Linked DNA regions of Ovis aries: region 1 is linked to region 2. A link is a contact called in public Hi-C data. All regions are on one chromosome and are shown on one strand. The core of a region is the stretch at or near the end of the contact, and the rest is flanking DNA. Distances in the headings are between cores, read along the strand shown.

Region 1 (6,277 bases), core at 2,660-5,159, 430 kb after region 2:
AAAGAGAGGACAAACCCTTAGTGCTTTGCTTGAAAACAACTCAAACTGGGAAGCATCTTCACTTCAGTAAGAAAGGAATCAAATCAAACAGGAAATAATTTTGAAGGTGGGATGAGATGAAAGGAACCTAAGTTTTTAAAAGGCAGCATATAATTTATACATAAATTAAGCTGTTGGTTATTTACTTCATGTTCTTTTACCTAGTTCAGAAAACTATTCTGAAGATTCCTACTAAACTATTATAAACTAATTGCATTTTCTTTGTTCTATTTTCATTTAACTTCTCTGGATCCTGTTACTGTCAATATAAAAGGTAACTTCGTGGAGCATTAAAAAAGAAATAGAAAGACTCTACCGTATCTTAATTAAAGTTTGTGCTACTCTCAAAAACTGAAAGTATTTTAAACAAAAAGGTATTAAAAAATTTTTTTTTTCAGTTTATTATTAAATACAAAATAATTTAAAACAATTCTGGAGTTGTCACAGTCTAAGAGTATAAACACTCTCAGATGGTTACTTGAAGTATTCAGCTACTTTACTAGTGTTAAATAAGCGTGACTTTTAGGTGGTGCAGTGGTAAAGAATCCGCCTGTCAATGCAGGAGATGCAAGAGACAGGGGTTCGATCCCTGGGTCAGGAAGTTCCCCTCGAGTAGGAACTGGCAACCCACTCCAGTATTCTCATCTGGAAAATCCCATGGACAGAGGAGCCTGGTGGGCTACAGTCTGCAACTGTCACAAACAGCTGGACAGGACTGAGCATGCACAAACACACATACACATCACAGAGGGAGGGTGTTCCATCACAGTCCTATGTTGAAAGATGGCAACTTTCTTCAAATTGGGCTGTGAATTTAACAATTCCAATTTGAATACAAGATTACTTAGAGGTTCTAAAGTTCAAGTAAAAATGTATAAAAAGTCATAAAAATTTACAAAAGAATAAGGAAGGGCCTGCCTCTAAGTAACACTGTAATAAAGGTAATAATACTTCACTAAAACAGTGGATACTGGTACACTTTATAAGGGGTCAACTGTTAAAAAGGAAAAAAAAGAAAACTCAAAATACTAAAAGAGATATTATATAACAGTTAGGAGAAATGGAAAAGATAAAAAATTTTACCAGTTGGGGTGGGGGTGGGGAGGGCAGCGGGAAAGACAAGGCTATCTAAAACACAAAGGCACACACACACTTTTATACATCTGAAATATATGTACAAAGTTGAAGGACAAAAAACAAGTTGGGAAAAAACTGCAGCATATCACAGAACAATCTTCCTATGAAAAGGCAATAGATTGTACAAGCAAAAGACTTATGAATACGAAATTTACAACTAGCTGTAACTGGCATTAAATAGATGAAAAACATTTGATGAAACCAATAATTACAGGAATGAAAATAAAAAACAGAACAGTAAAAACCCTAATACTTAGTAAGGGGAAATGGGGACCATCATACAATGTTACCAGGACTATGAATAGATACAACATTTCTGTAGGATAATATGTATCCAAGTTTAAAATGTGTACCACTTCTAGTCCAATAATTCCTCTTTCAAAATGTAAACTTAGGAGATCATCTCTTAAAGATGGAAACCATTCATCACAATGTTGTTCGTAATAGTGACAAACTGAAAATAGCCTAAACGCCTACCAATAATAATAATGAACACATATTAGTGCCTCATAAACAAAAATGTCATGCATCTATTAAAAATGATGGAGAGATCATACATTTACTGACATGAAAAAATTACTCATGACATTTTACATGGAAGCTCCATGAGAGCAGGGGCCTTGGATTTATTGTTCTTCAATCTTATTTCCAGCACTTAGAACAGTGCAAAAGAGCTTCCTAGAAAGTATTTATTAAATACATGAATTTTAAAGCTGGTTACAGAAAAATCATGGTATGGTCCCTTCCTCGTTCCTTCCTGACCTCCCTCTCTTCCTTTCCCTCCCCCTATAGAAATATAATTGGAAGGATAGTACAAAAGGTTGACAGGCAATGGAGTTTTGGTGTGTGTGTTTAACTTTCCTCTTTCTTCTTCTCTGTAGTCTAATTCCCTATACAATAAGCCTGTTTTATTTCTATGATCAGATAAAGTAACAAAATTGCTTTTTAATAACTTATATATTTAAAATGAACTCCAGAATGTTCACTGCCTACAGCTCACAAACTCCAAAACCTAAAAACAGTATCCAAGAAGCATTTTTCCTTCATCTTCAAAGAAATACCATCATGCATTTACCATGTATCAGTAGCATCTTTCTCCACTACCAGGAAATGCTACACTACACTAATAAAATGCAGCATTTCTAAAAGGAAGAAGTACTTTTTCTGCAGTGAAAGGGAAAGAAAAACTGTTAAGTAATTTCTTAAAGTCTTCTCTCTACTAACATATACCCTATTCTAAATGGTGGTAAAGATAACTATGCACAATCTTTTTTTTTTTTTTTTTTCCAGCTAAAAGTCTAGTGAATCCAAGAGTAATGGGCTGTGTCAATTCTTTCATCTCCTTACAAAGACTTTTTCCATTTTAAAGACAGTCAAACAATTAAAATATCAAAAATAGTTACACACCCTATGTCATACTCATCCCATTACCCGATTTTATTTTATTTCATAGTCTTTATCACTATCTGAAATAACCTTATTCGGATTTTAATTATGTCTCTCCCTTCTGGAATGTAAGCTCTATGAGGACAGGAATTCTGTCGTGCTTGATACTGTGTCTTCAATGAATGGTATCTAATGAAAAGGTATGTGCCTGGGGGGCGGGGCGGACCCAATCTAAAGACAAAATATAAGGAATTGGGGGGTGGGGGGTAGCCACACTGAAATGTACAAGCTGACGTGACTTAAGGTTACACCACCAGTTCAGAGGTTTGGTGGACGTTTTTCAAGATGGACAGGTGCTTCACATCTATCTAAGGACAGAAAGCTTATCCAGGAAGAAGAAAATCCACAGGGAGGTCTCCAGGTGGCTGCGTGCAGCTCCCAGAAGAGTGGAAATGATCACCATCATAATAGAAACGTGGCCCAGGTCGAGAGAGGGAAAAAAACCTCACAATACACCATACATCTTGGCCCAGATGAAAAACCACACGAATCCATAGCACAATCAAACCAAGCAAGCAACCCTCCGCCCTACACATAAAAAGAGTACAGTCTCTTTCCGCTGGCTGTGAAGTCGCCTGCCGCCCAGCCACCCCCTCACTGGTCACTTCTCTCTTCCAATGAACCCCCCGGCCCAGCTGATCCAAGGCTAGAGAGACTGGGAGGGAGAGTCTGAAAATTGGCTGTCTCCACCCCCATCCGAGCCCAATCTCCTCCAAAGCGAAATTCCTCCTACCCTCGCCTGTCCCCGAGGCCTGGACCCCGCCGCGGGTCCTCCAGCTGCCCCTCACTCACGTGTAGATGATGGCCATGAAATGCATCAGCCACAGCACCAAGAAGAGGACGAACCCGAAGACGGCCATTCCCTCCAGGGCCAGGTCCAGCAGCGCCATCCCCCGGCCCGGCCCGATCCGGCCGCCGCAGCGGACAGCGCTCCCGCAGGAGGAGGACTGGGTGGGCGCCCGGCGCGGGGGCGCAGAAGAGGAGAGAAAGGTGGGGAGAGGAAGGGGCGGAGGGGGTGGGGGCGGAAGGGGCGGGCAGGGCCTGCGCGCCCCCGCCCGCGCGCTCTCCCTCGCGCGCTGGCCCGGGCGCGCTCGCGGGTGCCGGCGCTGCGGTGGCCGGGCTCAGTGGTCAGGTCGGCCGTGGCCCCGCGCTCCCGCTCGCCTCTCCACCTCTTCGCGGCCGCCTGCCGGACCCCGCGCGCCTGCGCCGCCGCCTTCCCGCAGCCTTGGCGCCGGGCTCCGGGCAGCGCAGCTCCGCGCCTTGCTCTGCCGTCGCAGCTCCGAGCACTAATCGAAACCGCCCGCTGGCGCCCCGACTCCCCGGCGCACCCCGCCCCGCCCCGGCCCTCCGAAACCGCGGTCCCGCCCTCCGAGGGGCGGTGCGCGCCGCTCCTCTCCGCCCACCCTGCCGCCCTCGCGCTGGTGGCGTCACTGTCGTGAGCGCGCCCCTGGGAGGGCTAGTCTGGGTGTTCCTCTCCAGCCGCCGGCCGCCGCCCACCTCTCGGCGACCGGCGAATGCGACCCGGGCAGCCGCCTCTGTCGGCGGAGCGCGACCCTGTGTCCAGCTCCGAGGACACTTTCCCTTTGTCCGGCTCTGGTGTGCCAGGGCGTCCTAGGAAAAGGCCCGGGGTTCCAGGCAGCCCCGAGTTGTCGCGCAGTGCAACTTCCAAAGCTGTGTCCGCAGTCTCTGCGCCGGGCATTGCCCGGAGCGGCCCAGACCTTCCAAGGCACGTTCCTGGGCGTCCGGATCTGTCCCATTGCCTTTCTCCCTTGCTACTTTCAATGCTGTCGAGCCTTGGATCACAACGTACCGAGAGTGAAGTCTTCTGCTTCACAGATCTCTAAGCACCTTAGAAGCAGCATGTATGTAACATACAAGAAATTCTCAAACTCTGGATGTAAAGGATTAGCTGATTCTGAAGTCCTCTAAGACTCCTGCCCAATATGATAGCCATAGGGGCTATTGCGCGCTTGAAATGTGGATAGCAGGAACTAAATGAGTTGTGTTACGAATGTAAGTCATACACCTAATATGAAGTGATACACTTGATGTCATTAATTTTATATTGATTTCAAATTTTAAGAATATTTTTGATACGAGTTAATTTATTAAAATTGTTTCGCTGCCTTTGCTGCTGTTTTTTAAATTCTGCTAGCTACTAGAAGATTTTAAGTTACCCAGGAGGATAGCACTCTAAAATGGAAAGATGTGGCATTTTGGATAGTAAGGTAACCTACTGTTTATCTTAATTTAAATCAGTCCAGGGAGATGTTTTAATCTAGTACTAAACGTTTCTCTTTCTTTAGCCTAGATGAGTTTATGTAGATTCTTCACTGTTTTATGTTTAGACAAGTGTTTATTATTTCAAATGATTTCCTTTTACATAATCCATGACTCCCTAGAGAGATTTCAGAATAGATTTCAATTTTGGAAAGAAGTTGTTTATCATTGTTATTTATATAGTTGATATTGATCGAATGAACTACCTCAATCTACAATTAAATGAGAAACTACAATCAGAAAGGGGCTTCCCAGGTGGCTCAGTTAGAAAGAATCCACTTGCATGCAGAACACAGGGGTTACCCTGTGTCAGAAAGATCTCCTGGAAAAGGAAATGGCAACCTACTCCAGTATTCTTACCTGGAAAACCTCATGGACAGAGGATTTTGGCAGGCTACAATCCATGGGATAGAAAAGATGTATACGACTTAGCGACTGAGTGTACGCACACCTTTAGAAGAGTTTGAATTAACGTCTATGTTGAGAACCAATCCTGGATTTGCTGTATCCTTTGTTTTACCTGGGTAAAGTCAGTAAGAAAGAACAAGACTTAGAAACCAGACTTCATTGTTGAGAGTTACTGGTTGATAAAGTTATAGCTCGATAGTGTACTAGCATGGAAATAACACTACAAGTGAAAATTTTTAAATGTCACTATTTTAGTTAATTCTGACTTAAAAAGAAACATTTGAATACATTTTAACATTTCTGAAATGGATCTCACAGTCAATGGCATTTTACAATTAATTGGTGTTTTTTCCTTAGTTGTACGTAAAATAATGCTGCATCTTACCATTAATGTACTGTTAAGATATGATGAACTACATCAGTTGGTCAGTTTAAGCATTTTGTGTTATTCTGCATTTATCCAAATTGTTTGGAACCTTACAATGAAGGATTTTAAAATCAATGACATGGAAAATGAAGCCAAAGAAAAGTGAAAGAATCAAATATTCTTAAGAGTTAACAGAACTCCTCTAATTGGATATAACTAGTAGATAGAAGATTTGCTGTGTTGTACTTTAGCCTATTTAAATTTAGTCTGTCCAAGCCTGGTTGATAATTTTAAAGGAGTAGCGTCAGAATGTGTAATCCTAAGGTTATATAGGTTTCCCAGGTGGTGCTAGTGGTAAGAACCCACCTGCCAACGCAGGAGACATGAGACCTGTGTTCAGTCCCTAAGTGGGGAAGACCCTCTGGAGAAGGGCATGGCAACCCACTCCAGTATTCTTGCCTTGAGAATTCCAGGGACAGAGGAACCTGGCTGGCTACAGTCAATGGGGTCACAAAGAGTTGGACAAAAATGAGTGACTAACACTTTTATTTCACTTTCAACATTCTTTATATATGATAAAAGTATAAATTTCTTCCATGT
Region 2 (6,178 bases), core at 3,117-5,616:
TTAAGGACAAAGGCTCAGTGCTTAAGGGCAATGATTCTTTAAAGAGGGTAGTGATTATCACTCAAATTGTTCTCTGGCCTTGTCTCAGATTCATGCCTAAATCTCAAAGGACTTTCTCAGAATAAAAATGGAAAGGTCTGTTTTATTAGAAACTCTGAGTGACACTGGGACCTCGGTGATATAGTATGACAAAAGGAAAATTATTCTTGAAAATCCACAGCAACTTCGACTTGGGCTGGCAACTGCCACTACTGGTCAGGGACTGAAGACAGCACCTTCAGCGCAAATGCTCAAGTCCTCTGGACTGGTCTTACTAAGCTTCACACGGAAATGACTACATCAGGGCCAAGGATGGGCTCAGGAACATGGACGTAACTCATGATGGCAGAGAGGTCAGTGAGTATGTGGGAAACACTTTCAAGTCTCTTTCTCACACAGTTGGGAAGGACTTTGAAGGAAGGCTCATCGTTCAACAGATTGGGCAGTGTCAGATTCAGTGTGTGTCAGCTATTATAACCTAGTCTGACTACCAAGTTAACAGCACCTGAAAAATATGAATTATACACCTATACAGTTTCCTTCAGCCTCTGAAGTTTGTTATTGGCATTAACTATTGAACAAATAACACGTACTTAAGGGAACACTTGGCAATTTTTTTTTATTTTTGAAATAATTACAGATTCACAGTAAGTTCTAAAAGAAGTACCAAGAGGTCCCAGAAACTCTTCACCCAGTTTCTACCAGTAATGTCTTAATAATTGTAACAAAATAAATTGACATTGGTACAATTCATAAATCTCACTCAGATTTTACTAGTTTTACATGCACTGTATGTGTCTAAAGTCCGATGCAATATTATCAGATTCTGTAGATTTGTACAGTCAACCTCACAATCAGGACTTGCACCATCACCACAAACACCCCCCCTGCTATACTCCCTTATAGTCACACCTGTCTCCTTCTCTTTATGTATCTTCCATCACCACCACCCTGCCATCCTCCTTCTTAACCCTTGGCAACCACTAATCTGTTGTCTATCTCTGTAATTTTGTCATTTTGAGACTGTTATATAAATGGAATCATACAGTTTGTAGGCTTTTAAGTTTAGCTTTATTTCACTCAGAATAATTTCATGTTTGTATTTTAGCGTATATATGCTAGCAATTATGATTCTGTATTTGTCAGGGGATAAAATGATATTAAAATGTCTCCCTCCTAGATTCATCAAATGGCTGGTCTTATCTCTGACTTAAATTGGGATCTTTTTATTTTTCTATCTTAGGTATTATTTTTCTATCTTAAGTAATCTTACCTATAAACATGAATAGGGTAACATGTGTGTGCTAAGTTGCTTCAGTCATGTCAGACTCTGTGACCCCATGGACCACAGCCTGCCAGGCTGCTTTGTCCATGGGATACTCCAGGCAAGAGTACTGGAGAGGACTGCCATGCCCTTCTCCAGGGCATCTTCCCCACCCAGGCATCGAATTCACGCCTCTTATATACGTCTCCTGCACTGAGAGGCCCTTTCTTTACCACTAGTGTCATGAGCAGGGTAATAATGTTGGTTAAATGTTAACTACCACTGCATATTGCAATGTTTTAAGGCAAATGTTCAAAGGTTACATTTCGCCCAAACATCATAATGGAGGGGGTAGGGAGTGTCTCATTAGATGAAGGTGTTTCAGGGCAATTTCTTACAATAAAAATTAGAATAAAAACAAAAGAAGGTAAAGTGTTAGAAAATTTAAACTAAATTATTTTAACTGTCTTACTTTTCAAAAGTAAAGAGCAATTAGCAAATAAAGACTGTGTTATCATCAGGAATCCAGTATACAGAACATATAGCTCTTTATGTCAAGGCAGGTCACGTGGGTGATTATCTGATCGTTCCAGAAACTCAGAAACTTACGCTGATATTATAGGCCACAGCTTTCTAATGCCATACGTATTATAGGAATAGCTAGTATTCTAAAAGTGGTCATAGAAGAACTAAATTCTATTCTATATATTGTTTCTGAATCAGAGAAACTCACAAACCTATGGCGTTCAATCCATGAAAAATCTTTGAAACTTATGGCCAAGAGGCAGGGGAGGGGCCAGGGTTTCACCTTGTGTTCTGTCCTGAGTTGTCTTCTTACTATCTAGGCTTCTGTTGCACAACTGGATGTGACTGGTTTAGGAAACGCCATACAGTTCTGTTCATTTCAGTCAGGTACACTTTACACTGGAGACCTTTCAAAGTTATTTTTGGTACTATGGACAGTGAGTGTGAGACAGACTTCACATTTATTTTTTAATACTGAAATCTGTCAGCTATCATAAGGCACTGGCTAAGAGAAATACAACTTCTAAAAGTATAAATTGGTTCCGCTTTTGGGAATCATTTTGTCAATATTTATGAAATCTGAGAATGCTTATGCCTTTTGTCCTCCAATTCTGTTTCTAGGAATCTATTCCTTGATATAATCACATACAAGCAAAGATGCTCATACATATATGATGTTCTTTGCAGTACTGTTAATTATTTTGAATAATTAGAAACAATGTAAATTTCCACTATTTTGGAAAAGGTTAAATAAAATTATGGCACATGAAATAATAGTATTAAAAAGAATTAAGTAGATTTTTAAGTGAAAAGAGGAAAAAATGGTGAGGGTGTTGGAAGGTGCACAACTGTTAAGTGGCTATCATGGGCAAGGGGGTAGCTTGTGAAGAGAAATAATACCTTTTTATATTTAAAGTTGTTTTGAATTTTCCAAAATGAGCATGTATGTATATTACTACTTGCATAGCTTAAAAAAAAATTGAGGCAATTTTATCAACAGAATATATTCCCCAAACAACAGGAAGACCTCATCAGCTACTTATCTTGCTGGTATTTTTAATACCCATCTGGCAAAGTAGGGTGGCAATGTTTACAACTGCAACTTCATATTTAGATTTAACATAAGAATCAAAGCATATTTGACCTTTTGAAAAGTGCGATTTAGGTTAGATAACAGTATTTTTAAAATGATCTTTCTTAATAAGATACCTGAGGTATTCAAAAATTGTGTTTTGTCAACAAACAAATAATAAACTAAGGGAGGAATGCAGCAACCGTCAAGACTGGAACCTGATTTTCTTGGTCAGCCCTGCAGTGCTTGGCAAATAGTAAGCAACAAATATTGACTGAAAAGATGGGTGAATCAACAGTTTAAGTCTTTTCAGTAGCACCCACTTTTTAAAAAGCAGGATAGTAGCAAGGATAGATGATGGAGCTTGTAGTTACTGGCTTTTCGAATGAGGCTGAGAAGGAGCTGTCCCCTCTTTCTACCCAGGAAGTTAAGAATTTGGTGGAGGACAGTGTTCAGTGGCTCACGTCTTGGGCGATCTGTGAATCGAAAAATCATTCAATTTCAGAACCAAACAGAATATGAGGGGAAAAAAACCGAGTTGCCACTACTTATATTCTTATAATTTTGCTCAGACTAAAAGGAAAGGGTTTCTGTGGGTGTCAAACTGTCGGCAAATCACTCGTCTAAATTTTCATCTGAAAAACGAGAATAAGCACTCTTTCATAGGTTTCTGTTGTTGTTGTTTTTTTTTTAATAGGGAAAATGTGGAAACTTTTATAAAATGCTACCAATATAGTGGCCATTCCATACAGTGCAATGAATGTTTCCTGTAAATTCAATGCCAGACTGAGTGGAAGAGCACTCAGAGAATAAAGCTGTATATTCTCAAGTTCGGGGTAATCTCATTCACCTCTTTCATCTTCATCCCAACCTCACCTACCGAGCCGGTGCGGGTCACCGGGCGGGCGACCGGCGCTTCCCTGGGCTGCCAGGCCGGGGGAAGCCCACAGACGGCGCCTGGCCTCGGTGCTCGGGGCCGAGCCGACAGTCTCGCCCACCCGGGGCAATTTCGCGGCGGTTCTGGGGCTCTCGCGGGACACTCCTACCTACTGTCCGGAGTCGGGTCCCCAACGTTTTTCCCGCTGGTACAGGGAGGTGTCCAAGCTAGGGAGCCCCCGGGCGGAGGAGGCGGAAGGCAGGCGAAGCCCGCGGGGGCGCGGGGCGGGGTGTGGGGGGGGGGGTGGGGGCGGCGAAGCGGGAAGCACAAGGCGCGCGCTCCCGCGAGCAAGGAGGCCGGCGGGGGCGGGGGGCGCGCGCCGGGGCGGGGCACCCGGAGGCGGGGTCTCTAGGGAGGCAGCAGGAAGAGGGCGCCCTGGAGCCGAGCCGGAGAGCGGCTGAGGGCGGGGCCCAGGGAGGGCGTCGACGCTGAGGGGCGGGGTGAGGCGAGGCGGGGACGCGCTCGGGGGGTGGGGAAGGCGGGGGCGCGGCGGTGGCGGGAGCGTCCCTGGTCTCCGCCCCTGTTTCCCACTCTCTCTCCACCTCCGACCGGCCGGGGCTCAGGAGAGGCGCCGTTTGCCGGTTCCCGGAGCCGCCCTGTTGCCGCCGCCTCCTTCCTCCGCTCGCGGTGAGCCCGTCAGTCCCCGCACTGTGCTCGCCTCCGTCTGGGCCATGGATGGGTAAGTGCTCGGCGGCGCGGCGGTCACCGGGCTGCGCTCGTCCTCTTTTCCGCAGCTCTCGGCCGGACGCGCCGGAGCTGGGAAGCCGGGCGCGGCGCCGGCGACCAGAGGAGCGGCCCCGGCAGAGCCCGACGGCGGGGCTTCCGGGTGCCTCCTTTGGGGAGCCACGCATCGCGGAGAGGCGGTCCGCCGCAGCCTCTCTTTCCCCCTCGGGGCGCCCCCCTACCCCGTCCTGCCGCCTCTGTACACCCTCGCCCCGGGAAGCGGCGGAAAGCCCGGGGCAGACCCGGGTTCCGAGGTCCGCCCTCCGCCCGAGAGTCGAGGGAGCCCGGCCCGGCCTCCCGACACTTCCTCTCAGAAAATGGTGCGCGGCGCTGGGGGAGGCGGAGGCGGCGCTCGGGGCGGGCGTCCTCCCGCTCGGGGAGTTGGTGTTTACCGGTGAGGTGGGGCGAGCGCTGGAGCTTCCCCTGGCGGGGAGACGAGTGGCCGCGGAGTGGCGGACGGCGAGGGCACGCGCCGGTAAACGTCTGGGCGGCGACCCGGTCCCGGAGCCGGGGCCCCACGCGGTCTCCGGGCTTGTGCTGGGAGCTTGTTACGATTACGGTACTCCGGGAGTCTGGACTCGGTGAACAGGGATGCGTCCCTTTACCAACCCCACCTCCGCCCCCAAGGAACTTCGTGAATTCCCTGCGCTGTATGCAGAAAAAAAAAGTGCGATTTTCCAGGCGGTTTGAAACGCTCTAAAAGTGAATGAAATCTGTGGCTAAAGTAAAGATGTAGGATCATCGGTGTAAATATTTCTCTGGGGACTCCTTGGGTGGGACCAAACCAATATTTGAATGATTAAGAAAATAACTAGGTTAGATCTTAGTGAATTAGTTGAAGATCCTAGTATATGTCTGTCAAGGTTAAAAAAAAAAATCTCCTGCTCTCTTAGAGCCTGCAGATCCACTTACTTATTTTCATTATGCACTTGAGATTTTGGTTGGCCTGTTACTCGATTTTGATGGCAAGATTTCTGTAAACCTCTTGGTTGTAGAATATATGGAACTTGCTTGTACAGTAAAATCACGTATATGTTGCCATATAGTTGATTGTTGTCGTGCTGTGTAAAGATCTTCCTGTGTAAAAGGATCTTCGAACAATTTTTGCCTTCATTAGATTTCATTTATCCTAGTTTTATAAATCTATAAATATATTTGAATGCAGATTGCACAGTATTACAGACGTTAGACAAAATGCAATTTTAGATTTCGCTTATTGTGATGTCCTTTAAAGTATTTTTAAGATTTAATTGAAGCTGTTTTTATTGTTTAACTGAAGCTTTTCTGAGAGCACTGTTAAAAACTCGTTTTACATCACCTTTTTTCAACTGCACTTTCTATGAGTGCAAAATTTTGCTATCTTAATTATTTGTGTGAGTATGCCAGTATTTCATTTGAGCAAGGCTGTGAAAGTGGTATTTTCATTATGTGTAGTGAATTGTCTTGACTAGTGGTTTAACGTGAGACGTGGAAGCAGCCTAGCTTTTTGTATTGGAAACTTTACAGTGTTATAAAGAGGACTCTTGGATTATGCATCTTCGCTGTTAAACTCTTGAGCAATTGTGAAGTGCACACTTACTCTTTTGGGTAGTGTTTAAGAAATTAACTTTTTCTTCCT

Evidence for each region. Hi-C and Micro-C count contacts between places; a contact is called where the count stands out from the background.
Region 1: a Hi-C map of muscle shows a contact between it and region 2, with 3 times the contacts expected there. The contact joins the promoter of UGCG here to the promoter of PTBP3 in region 2. A contact is called at or near these places in 2 of 16 Hi-C or Micro-C datasets (muscle and skin fibroblasts).

What each region holds. Positions count from the first base shown.
Region 1 is chr2:11,651,273-11,657,549 of ARS-UI_Ramb_v3.0, forward strand. UGCG (UDP-glucose ceramide glucosyltransferase) reads right to left here and starts at 3,910. Exons shown (of 9, transcript XM_004004013.5): 1 at 3,415-3,910. The coding sequence starts at 3,512.
Region 2 is chr2:11,217,814-11,223,991 of ARS-UI_Ramb_v3.0, forward strand. PTBP3 (polypyrimidine tract binding protein 3) reads left to right here and starts at 4,367. Exons shown (of 15, transcript XM_060408912.1): 1 at 4,367-4,516. LOC114112783 (a long non-coding RNA gene) reads right to left here and starts at 4,041. Exons shown (of 2, transcript XR_006058562.1): 1 at 3,781-4,041; 2 at 633-3,376.